Linked DNA regions of Mus musculus: regions 2 and 3 are each linked to region 1. A link is a contact called in public Hi-C data. All regions are on one chromosome and are shown on one strand. The core of a region is the stretch at or near the end of the contact, and the rest is flanking DNA. Distances in the headings are between cores, read along the strand shown. Region 1 has its middle 15 kb from the start of Gm33781. Region 2 overlaps Chst11 (carbohydrate sulfotransferase 11). Region 3 overlaps Chst11 (carbohydrate sulfotransferase 11).

Region 1 (3,294 bases), core at 398-2,897:
CCAGGGGCACAATGGGCAAATGTGTGGAGGAGGGTTGGGAGCAACAAAACACACGGGGAGAGATGGGAAAGGACATGGGGAATGTAAACTGGAGACTCACGGGAGTGACGAACAGGCAGATGTGAGGAGGCCCTGGTGAGATCCTGGCCTGGGCTGCCACGAAGGGCCATGTCCGGGCCTGTGGTCCTGCTGCGGCTGGGGTCTGTGTTGATGTCTGTGACCGGAGTTACCACTAAAGGTCTGGGCTGCCACCAGAGACCATGTGACTATCTGCAGGCTGTGCTGCCCTTGGGGTGCATGCTAATCTGAGTTGCCTATGCTGCCATCCCGGGGCCCTGGGGACATTGGGGCCCAGGCTGCTGCTGGGAGCCATGTCTGGATTCGTGGTCCTATGGCAGCCGGGATCTGTTTTGATGTCCCAGGCCTGTTTTAGCACCAAAGATCACACGGATGTTCCTGGTTCGGGCTGCCAACTGAAGCATTTGGGCTAAGCTGACATAGCCCCTTGCCTGGGCGCCACAGTAGAGCTGACCTTGGCAGCCCCACATGGGTAAGGGAGAAATGCCCACCTTCCACCTCCTATCCCTCACCTCTGGCAGACAGATGAACTGCAATGGAAGTCGGGAAAGTGAGAGAGCTGGCCCCGCCCCTCACTGTCTGCAGCACTTAGGCTCTGCTCCTCACCTCACACATCACCATAGAGCTGACCCTGGTGGCAAAGGCATGAGGGGTGGGAAGAGGTGAGCTAACCCGGAGGACCTGAAAGAAGGTCCGTCCCCTAGCTGGCTGCTGCCTTGGGTGAGCATTGTCCTGGCAACCTCGCCATGGTGATAAAGGCACACAGCTACCTCCCAGGCCCAGATGCAGGGCTTTGAGTTGGCCCACCCCAACATCGACCCCATCTATGATCTGCTGGAGCATTGTGTAAAAGCAGGTCCTGCAGATCCCAAAGCTGCATGATCTCCATGACACAGGTCAACAGCAAGATATCGGAGAGGAGTCTCAGTGAGGATTCAGTATTGATGTAGTCGAAGCTGGAGGCCTCAAACCAGACCAGTGTCTCATTGCAGTCAACATGTGCAAGTAAAGACGTGTGGCCAAAGGGTAGACTGTGGGACACACTGTGACACACTGCAGCTTCCAGAAAGACTCTTTCTTTTATTCTATCTTATTTTCTTTTCTTTTGGGGAATGGGTAGGAAGGCTGGAGGGTGGATATGAAGAGGAGAGATGAGTGAGATTGGGGTATGTGATGTGAAATTCACAAAGAACCAATAAAACATCTTTAAAAAAAAAACCCAAATCACCATCTGACCATCGCATAAATGCACACTCAAAGACACGTGGTAAATAAATTGTATTTTTACAATTGTAGAGCTTGTGAGATGGCTCAACGAGGAAGGGTAGTTGCTGCCAAACCTGGTGACCTAAGTTAGGTCCCTGGGACCCACAGAGCAGAAGGCAAGAACCTGCCCACAAATTACCCTCTGACCTCCATACACATGTGCCACATACGCACATATAAAATAAATAACTTTTTTATTTTAAGAAATGTTGCAGACAGAGTCTAGGTTGGCTCTCCTTGAGACAGGAGGATTATCCGGAGCAGGAAGAGGCAGAGAACACATGTGATCACGAGAGCAGGGTCACGGTGACCTGATAGAGAGAGAACAACTTGACCCATTCTGTCTGAAGATAGAGTCAGAGGGGTGTGAGCTAACATGCTGCCTTTCGAAGCTTCTCCTCAGAGTCTGGAGATGTAGCAGGCCTCCCTCCACCTTTACAGTCCTGTCAGAATGTGTCTGGCTGCGTGTCTGAAAGATACCTCAAGCTGGCCGGAACAATAAAGGCACTGAATTATCTGGAACAAGGACATGTTCAGTGGCAGCTCAAGGCAGGAGCCTGGAGAGACTTCCTGTCTCTTCCCTCAGTCACCCTCAGCACGTTGCTTCATGGTAGCAGTTCCAAGTGTCTTGTCGTTAAGCAACTACATTCTAAGAAAGAGATAGGGAAGGGATGGGAATAGAAAATTCATGGCTTTTGTCGGGATGCAAAAATTTGTCCCACATAGAATCTCCATGTCAGAACTCTGTCGTCGCTGCTCCTAACAGCAAAAGGGAGATGGGGAATACAGTCCTAGGCAAAGCGCCCTGCTCAGTTTAGCCCAATCACAGTTTAGGCCTGTGTTTGGGGAAGGACCCACTGTCCTCAGATCTAAGGACTTTCCTGGAGCAAACTCAGGTTCCATGTTCTGTTAGCAAAGAACTGGGGTAGGGAAGAGGACAAAAGCATATGTGCCACACATAATTACGTACACATCACATACGTGCTTTCTGATTTTGGGGGGGCCCTGCTTGATCATCTCCTGAGCGGGACTGCTCCATGGACGGCCACACAGTCCTGTGTCAACAGACCGTGGCTTTGGCCACCTTAAAGGAGAGCTGGCCCAGGGAGAGGAATACAGATCATGAAATGAGAGGCTTGGGTGCCCTTCAGCAACTTGATTCCAGGCGTGGCTCAACTACAACTCACCCTTAAGGGCTCGCCTTTCCAGGGTCTAGTGCTCATGGGCCACTCAGTCAGTTGGCTTTTGGTCTGCTACTCCAGCAGGAGTCCTAGGTTGCTTCCCATACCTCCCGCTGAAGAGAAGCCCACCCTCTCACCTTGAGTCTACTAATCATAGACAAACCCAGTCTTCACATCATCCCTGGTTTGCCTGGGCCTCCTTCGCTCTATGTATGCACCTGCCTCTGCGGCTGGGTTATGAAGGTCCTCGTAGCACAGGGCTCTGCATTACTGCCATTTCCTGGTAAATGCTCCCAAGCACTGGCACCTCCTCTGAGAAACAGGACAACAGTGTACCTTGGGTTCTCACAGCTGCTGTACCAGCTTACCAATTACACTAGTGGCTTTGAGAAAAATGCTCCTTTTCTTTGACCCTTACAGCGAAGTTAGAAATCTGACATGGGTCTCTGTTCACATTCAAGATGAAAGTCTGTCCTTAAGGCTCACAAGATCTCCAGACATCTCACCAACACCATCATCCCAGAAGCCCCTGCTGCTAGGATCCAGCCAGCCACTCACCTTCACCACTTCCTGTGGAGGCAGACCTGGCATCTGCGCCTACTGTTGATAAGCCACTCACCCTCTGACAGAAGGTCCGAACACTGACTGTATCACTGGCTGGGTACTGTTCCCTCTGCAGTACCCAAAGGAATGTGGCACAATTCGGTTACTTGGGGGATATTAAAGAAAAATGTCATGAGAGACTTTTTCCAAGTTCTCTAAACTCTTG
Region 2 (3,294 bases), core at 515-3,014, 210 kb before region 1:
CTTTCTGGAAAAAGACCAGGAGAAACGGGTCATGGGCTTTATCTGAAGAGGGTTATGACTCAAGCCTCCAGAAGAGAGGGGGGAGAGGAGAGGGGAGGGGAGGGGAGGGGAGGGAGAAGGAGAGGGAGATCACCAGAATTTGTGCTGGATCTGAGGTATCCCCACAGTATGGGCAGGAAGGCTCTCCTCCTCCTCCTCCTCCTCCTCTTCCTCCTCCTCCTCCTCCTCCTCCAGGGAGGCTGTCCCCCCTCCAGCCCCCCTCTCGCTCTCATGTTTTTCCTCTAGACTCTTAGGCTCACACCATATCAGCCGGTGCTGTCTTATGGCTTCATCTCCTCACCTCCGTTCCATCTGTAATCAAGTTCCCGCCTGGAGCCAGGAGCTAGGCCAGAGTCCCATTGACCCATCAGGATCTGCTCAGAACTGGCCCCCAAGGGACCACTGTAAATACACATAGCAGCTAACGGCTATGGAGGGGCACTGCCCCGAACACTTGTCACACGCCACCCCACGGATCCTCAGAGCCATGCCCTGTTGGGCAGGGAAGTGAACTAGAACCAAGTCAGGATGTCGTGGAGGTTGTGAAGAGCACACAGCAATCCTGGCATAGAGGCGACTTTGCCAGGACTCACCCAGAGCTGGGTGGGTCCCCTAGAAAGGTGTGAACCGGGGAGCGATATGGTCCAACATGTGCTAACAGCTCTGGCTTCAGCAAGGAGGTGCTTAAGTGGGAGAAAGACAAATTTGGATGAATCCAGCCCAGACTGAATGCCAGAGACTGCAGTGGCGGTGTGGGGAGCCATGTCCAAGGCCTCTATGCATAGCTGAGCATATGGCCTGGCAAGGGGGGGGATCAAAGTGAGGCTCTAAGGGGGTTCCTGTGATAGCTGGGAAGATTGGTTGGGTTGGCAGTGTGGGGATGGAGTGGGGCTGATCAAGGGTTAAGGTATGTCACATGTGCGGCTCAGGAAGATGACAGGAGGCAAGGCGAGAGGCCAGGAGGCTGCTGTGGAGTCACACACATACTATGGACAGTAGGTAGCAAGGACTCATTTGCTCCTGGATCCAAACTGCATCTGCCCTGAACACGATGAAATCAATTCATGGGACATTTATATCATACTCAGTGGTACTGGAAAGCTCGAGACTCTACAGGAGGATGTGTGTAGGTTCTATGCAAATATAATTACATTTCATACCGGGGACAAGTGCTTCTGTGGACTTCAGTATCTGAAAGGGTCTCAGAAGCCACCCCCATCAAATAAAGGAACTACTGTTTTCTGTGTCCGTCTGTCTTTATTCGAGGTGGAGAAGACACAGACAGTTACAGGGGAGACAAGGTTTTGGCCCTGTTGGTTATGCAGGGACAATGGCCTAGGGAGGGCCAGATGATTAGGAAGGGGCTGGAGGGGCTGAGGCCTGTTGTCCTTTTTATCATCCCTAAGGACTTGAGGAAGCCATGCATCCAGGACGTCAGTGGGAACAATCACCGGGCTGTCTCCCCTGCTACCTCAGAGTCAGGCTATTCCCAGAAGGCAGTACTCTGAAGTTGTGGGTTTAAGAGGAGGCTTGAGGCTCAGTACAAGGAAGGGGGCAGGTTCCCATCAGATCGGAATTGTGTCCAATCGCCTGGGATCCATTATCGATTCTTGTGACCTACTGTCTGCCCTGGGAGGAACATTGAAATTGGACTGTCAGAGCTAGCCTAGCCAAGATGAATAGCAGGAGAGCAGTTAATGTTTCCAGCATGCTTGAAGACATTGTGCAGGGCAGGGAGGAACTGGGCAAGGGGCCCAGGGAACAGGCGAGAGACATCTGCCCCACTGGCTGGGAGCCCTTCAATCACTGGGGCAAAGAGCTATCTGCTCCTTGGAGCTTCTGAGGGGCAGAAGGATCCCCCCAGCGGCCCAAACACATGCATCTTCTTACCGAAGTCTGAGGCTGGGCCCGGGACACACCCCTATACCCTAGCTTCCACACCTACAGGTTAGGGCTGTTGTGTAATCGCACAGCATTTTTTTAATTCAGCAGAACAGCACACACCAGTGCTTTGTAAGCACTGCTAGCTACTGTTTTAACTTATTAAGCTTCTAGAATGTGCTGGCCTCAACTGAAGCGAGGCTGAAGTTAACACGATCATGGGGGGTGGGGGTGGGGCTTCCTGTGATAGACACTCCCTCCACCACCAGCCTTTGAAAACTAGATCCGGCATTTCCTGAGGCCATAGGTGATACAGGCCTCTAGTAACAGCAGAGGCAGGCAGATCTGAGTCCGTCAGTCTGGACTGCACAGCGAGTTCCAGGCCATCCAGAACTATATAGTGAGACCATGTTTTATAAAAAAAACAAAAACAAAAAAACCTGGTTTCTAGAATGAACAGTGACTTTGGTGACCATATTACAAGGTGTCTGGAACAGTGCACATGGCCCATCGAGGTGTGCCATCTGGCTTCCATGAACAAGAACCTCTGAGTCCCATTCTGACCCCCAAGTCAAGGTGAAGTGGGCTTGGGAAATTCTGAAAATCTTTGACTGGAGATGGCTGATATGCAGGGTCACCTTGTCATCTGTCTCACCAGTGTTCGGAGTATGGGGCTCCACAGCCTTGCCTGACCCCACCTGAACCAAATACACTGATGATGCAGGTCGTGGCTCCCACATCCCAAGGTTGGTCCTGGAAGTGCCTCACCAGCAACTCAGGGATATCGACTCCTATTCATACTCATGTGTGAAAGATCTGGACCCCTACAGGGGCTGCCATTGCCCCAGACTCCTCAGGCTTTTGTGGAATGGGAAGCCCCCCATCCCGCTCCCCACCACCTCCATGCCACTCTTCCAACGGGTGAGCTTCATTCTGGGCTTGCAGGGAGCACGGGTGTTTGGATTTTAACATCAGTGCTGCTGCTGCTGCCGCCTTCTCCTCCTCCTCCTCCTCTTCTCCTCCTCCTCCTCCTCCTCCTCTTCTCCTCCTCCTCCTCCTCCTCTTCTTCCTCCTTCTGCTCTTCTTCCTCTCCCTCCTTCTGCTTATTATTATATTATTATTATTATTATTATTATTATTATTATTATTAAACCAGATCTTCAGTACTGATGAAATGAGACATGTCTCACTGTATGAATAATTTTGGGGGGGCACATCCAAGGGCTCACCTGCCCCTTTTGTAGAGAGAACCACGTTAGAGCAGGGCCCTTCCAAGCAGGGAGATGGAGGTTTACATTCCGTTGTAGCAATTACTAGCAGGTTAGATTCGGAGCAGCTGTTCCAGGACTTTCGAGCCTCAGTTTCTCCATTTTG
Region 3 (3,294 bases), core at 241-2,740, 150 kb before region 1:
GTGTGTCTGGTGGTTGCTATCAGGTACCTTCCTCTGGAATTCTTTACCTTATTTAGCCTCAGGGCTTTCATCGAACCTGAAGCTCACAGATTCTGTAGGACTACAGGCCAGTGAGGTGCGGGAATCCTTGTTTGCCTACCTCCCCGATGCTGGGATTGCAACACAGGGCACCACACCAAACCCCACACCTACGACACCACAAGACACACGAAACGCCAGCTTTCTTTTTAACCCCCTTCTTAAAATCAATGTGATAGGGATCTGAATTCAGGTCCCTCATGCTTGTGTGGCAAACACTGCCCAACCAAGCGTCTCCCTGGACCTTGTTTGTTTAGACACGGGGTCTCCTGTAGCCTAGGCTGGCCTCAGGTTCCACAATGATAACTTTCCATTTCTGAACCCTTTGCTTTCCCCTCCCAAGGGCTGCGATTACAAGTCTGTACCACCATGCTGTCGTTCCTGCAGAATTGGGAAGCAAACCCAGGGCTTTGTGCCTTGTCTGTGTGAGTTAGCCTTGCCGCTCATTCGCTCAGCTAGCAACTATGCACAGCTTATACAGAGCCAGCGCTCTCACCAACAGAAGCCCAGTGAACCCATTACTAACCAGGGCCACAGACCCTCTCTGGATGGACAGCTCAAGGCCTGGCCTGCCTGCAGCCTGCTCGGGCTTGCTCTCACTGGCAGGTCCCTCCTGTTAATGAGGGGACAGACCCAGAACTCTCCATCAGCACCACTCTGCCAACACCAGTACTGGTAGGGCTTTACCAGAATGGAAGATGGCTGCCAAACCACCTCCATTGACATCTGAAGAACAAGCAGAACACGGAAATAGGCCCTTGTGGGCAAGGAACATGAACCAAAAAGAAACTTACACATGGTTACTATGTCTGGGCCGGGAATGCTCAAAAAAGGAACATCTAAAAACAGCTGCCTAACATTTTTATTTTTATTTTAGGAAACAAAAAAAAGTTCCAAACCCATAGAAGTGCTAGCTTCCTGCAACTTCCCTGAGTCAGACATTGTCTCTAGCCTCCGCAAACACACTCTTGGCTTGGGAGTGCTCAGTCTAGCTCAACAAAGTGCCTGTGTGAGTCTGAGGGAGAGTTAGCCAAGCCAGGAAGGGGGACTGTACTTGTAGGCTCCCTCTCCCATTTTTTTCCCTGAATCCACCCACTGGGGACAGAGGTATTCTGAGGACCCTATGGGAAGACTTTAAAGTTAAAAAAAAAATACTGGCTGCTAAACTTGGCTGTATGTTATGCTATTGTTCTGAGGACTTCAAAGAAATCAGCTCATTCCATTTTGGAACAACTCAGAGATCTAGAAACTGACAGCACCCCTAACACACACACACAGAGACACACACACACACTTTACAGATTAAGAAACTGGGGCTCAGGGAGATTAAAAAGAGTACCCCGAATTCCCTTACCAGGGGCATCTGGCTTTACCAAGTCTTAACTGCTGTGTGACACAGTGTGGTTAACTGAGGTTAAGTAATTCATTTCCGGTTTCCAGATGAGGAAATCAAAGCCCCGGCCCCGGCACCGCCCCCGAGATCCTGAATTCCCTCTCAGGTGGTCTGGTCCTGCCAGTGACAGGAAGAGTTAGAGCCCGATGGAGTTAGAACCTGGGCTCCAATGCCCTCACCTTCAGTTAAACTGTGCTGTGGAAGACCTGTCATCGTGGCTGGGTGGCTGGTAGGAAGGGCACAGCGAGGGCTGTCACACCCCAGGTACTCATTCTTTTCCAGCCTGCACTTAGGCTCTTAGAGGGTCATGCACAGGCCCCAGCCCCAGTGCAGAGGGACTCTTCTTCCCTGAACCCCAGAGCCCTGGCTAGTTTTATATCAATTTGACACAAGCTAGAGTTGTCAGGGAAGGGGAGCCTCAAATGAGAAACTGCCTCTCTAAGACCCAGCCATAGGCAAGCCTGTAGGGCATTTTCTTAATTAGCGATTGATGCTGGAGGGACCAGCCTTTGTTCCTGGTGGTCCTGGGTTCTGTAAGAAAGCAGGCTGAGCAAGCCATGGGAAGCAAGGCAGTTAGCAGTGCCCTCCATGGCCTCTGCATCAGCTCCTGCCTCTAGGTTCCTGCTCTGCTTGATTTTCTGTCCTGATTTCCTTTGATGATGAACTGTGATATGGAAGCATAAGCTGAATAAACCCCTTCCTCCCCAAGTTGCTTTGGTTATGGCGTCTCATCATAGCAATAGTGACCCTAACTAAGACACATGTGTCTGGTCACATGCTGAGCTCACAGGACCCAGGAAAAAGCAGCTGTGTTCAGAACCTCAATACCTCATATTAGATTTTGAATGTGAAATGTCCACAGTAGGCTCCTGAATTTGGGTACTTGGTTCCCAGCTGGTGGTACTATTTTGGGGGGTGGGGTGTCTGTGGGAGTTTTAAGAGATGGGGCCTCACTGGAGGAAGCGAGTAGTTTTCAGAAGACAGGTCTCGAAGTGCAGTCTGGCAGGGTTTCCAGCCAAACTATCCCCGCTTTCTGTCTGACACCCAGATGTTATGAGCCAGTGGTACCTCCAGCCACCATGCCTTCGGTGGCCGCTTGATAGGCAGTATCTCCTAAATTATTAGAATAAATGAGAAAGGTACCTAATTCAATGCACACTGAAGAGTCCCTGCCAATGCCTAGCTAGGAAGCCAGCTAGGTTCCAGACACACAAGACACAGTCCCTTTCCTCTAGAGGGCTCTTTACCTCAAGAAGCCAGTGCAAATGACCCAGGGACACACCAGTAAGCAATGACAGTGATGTCACTTCAATGGCCACATGGTCCAGTACACAAAATTGATTCCAGACAGCGTAAGGAAATCAGAACACAGACTCCCTTTGGTTTTTTGTTTGTTTGTTTGTTTTTTTACCAATGACAGGTAGAAATGATATTTTGAGAGCCTTGGGCTGGATAAAACATCTGATTAAAATGTATTTCACCTGTTTGCTTTGTAGCTCTAGGCTAACAGAAAAATCTCCAGAGGAAGAAAAGCAGGAAGTGTTTCCCAATGGAGGGCGCTTCTGAATGAGCAGCAGGAGCAGCAGCAGCAGCAGCAGGAGCAGCAGCAGCAGCAGCAGCAGCAGCAGCAGCAGCAGCAGCAGCAGCAATAGCACATCACGCAAACAAGCCTGGCCTGCCTGCCAGGTGCCCAGAACTCTGTATGTTTTCAAACGTAAGTCTGAAAAAGCTAAAACCTTTGCATGTTTTTTTTCATTCCTATTTTATAAGCAAACTCTCCAGTGTTGAGAAACATGTAGCCGCTTGCCTGAGACCTCCAGTGC

What was found. A called contact is a pair of places that touch in the nucleus more often than the background predicts.
Region 2: a Hi-C map of uterus shows a contact between it and region 1, with 2.9 times the contacts expected there. The contact joins two enhancer-like sites. A contact is called at or near these places in 7 of 39 promoter capture datasets (the C10 cell line, the HPC-7 cell line, cranial neural crest and 4 more), 4 of 484 Hi-C or Micro-C datasets (bone marrow-derived macrophages, embryonic stem cells, macrophages and 1 more) and 5 of 115 datasets of contacts at active chromatin or transcription factors (embryonic fibroblasts, embryonic stem cells, fetal liver and 1 more).
Region 3: a Hi-C map of uterus shows a contact between it and region 1, with 4 times the contacts expected there. The contact joins two enhancer-like sites. A contact is called at or near these places in 1 of 39 promoter capture datasets (the C10 cell line), 2 of 15 datasets of contacts at CTCF or cohesin (the NIH/3T3 cell line and large pre-B cells), 5 of 484 Hi-C or Micro-C datasets (bone marrow, bone marrow-derived macrophages, natural killer cells and 2 more), 2 of 115 datasets of contacts at active chromatin or transcription factors (astrocytes and large pre-B cells) and 2 of 9 other capture datasets (bone marrow-derived macrophages and embryonic stem cells).

What each region holds. Positions count from the first base shown.
Region 1 is chr10:82,947,719-82,951,012 of GRCm38.p6, reverse strand. No RefSeq gene overlaps it. Among named protein-coding and RNA genes, the nearest start is that of Gm33781, 15 kb to the right of the region's middle. Within about 2 kb of position 1,647, at least 4 of the 459 cell types and tissues checked have an H3K27ac peak or open chromatin away from gene starts, as enhancers often do. A contact at or near this core is called in uterus, where this site is marked.
Region 2 is chr10:83,160,746-83,164,039 of GRCm38.p6, reverse strand. All of the region lies in intron 2 of Chst11 (carbohydrate sulfotransferase 11), which reads right to left. Among named protein-coding and RNA genes, the nearest start is that of Slc41a2, 180 kb to the left of the region's middle. Within about 2 kb of position 1,764, at least 97 of the 459 cell types and tissues checked have an H3K27ac peak or open chromatin away from gene starts, as enhancers often do. A contact at or near this core is called in uterus, where this site is marked.
Region 3 is chr10:83,099,312-83,102,605 of GRCm38.p6, reverse strand. All of the region lies in intron 2 of Chst11 (carbohydrate sulfotransferase 11), which reads right to left. Among named protein-coding and RNA genes, the nearest start is that of Chst11, 120 kb to the right of the region's middle. Within about 2 kb of position 1,490, at least 49 of the 459 cell types and tissues checked have an H3K27ac peak or open chromatin away from gene starts, as enhancers often do. A contact at or near this core is called in uterus, where this site is marked.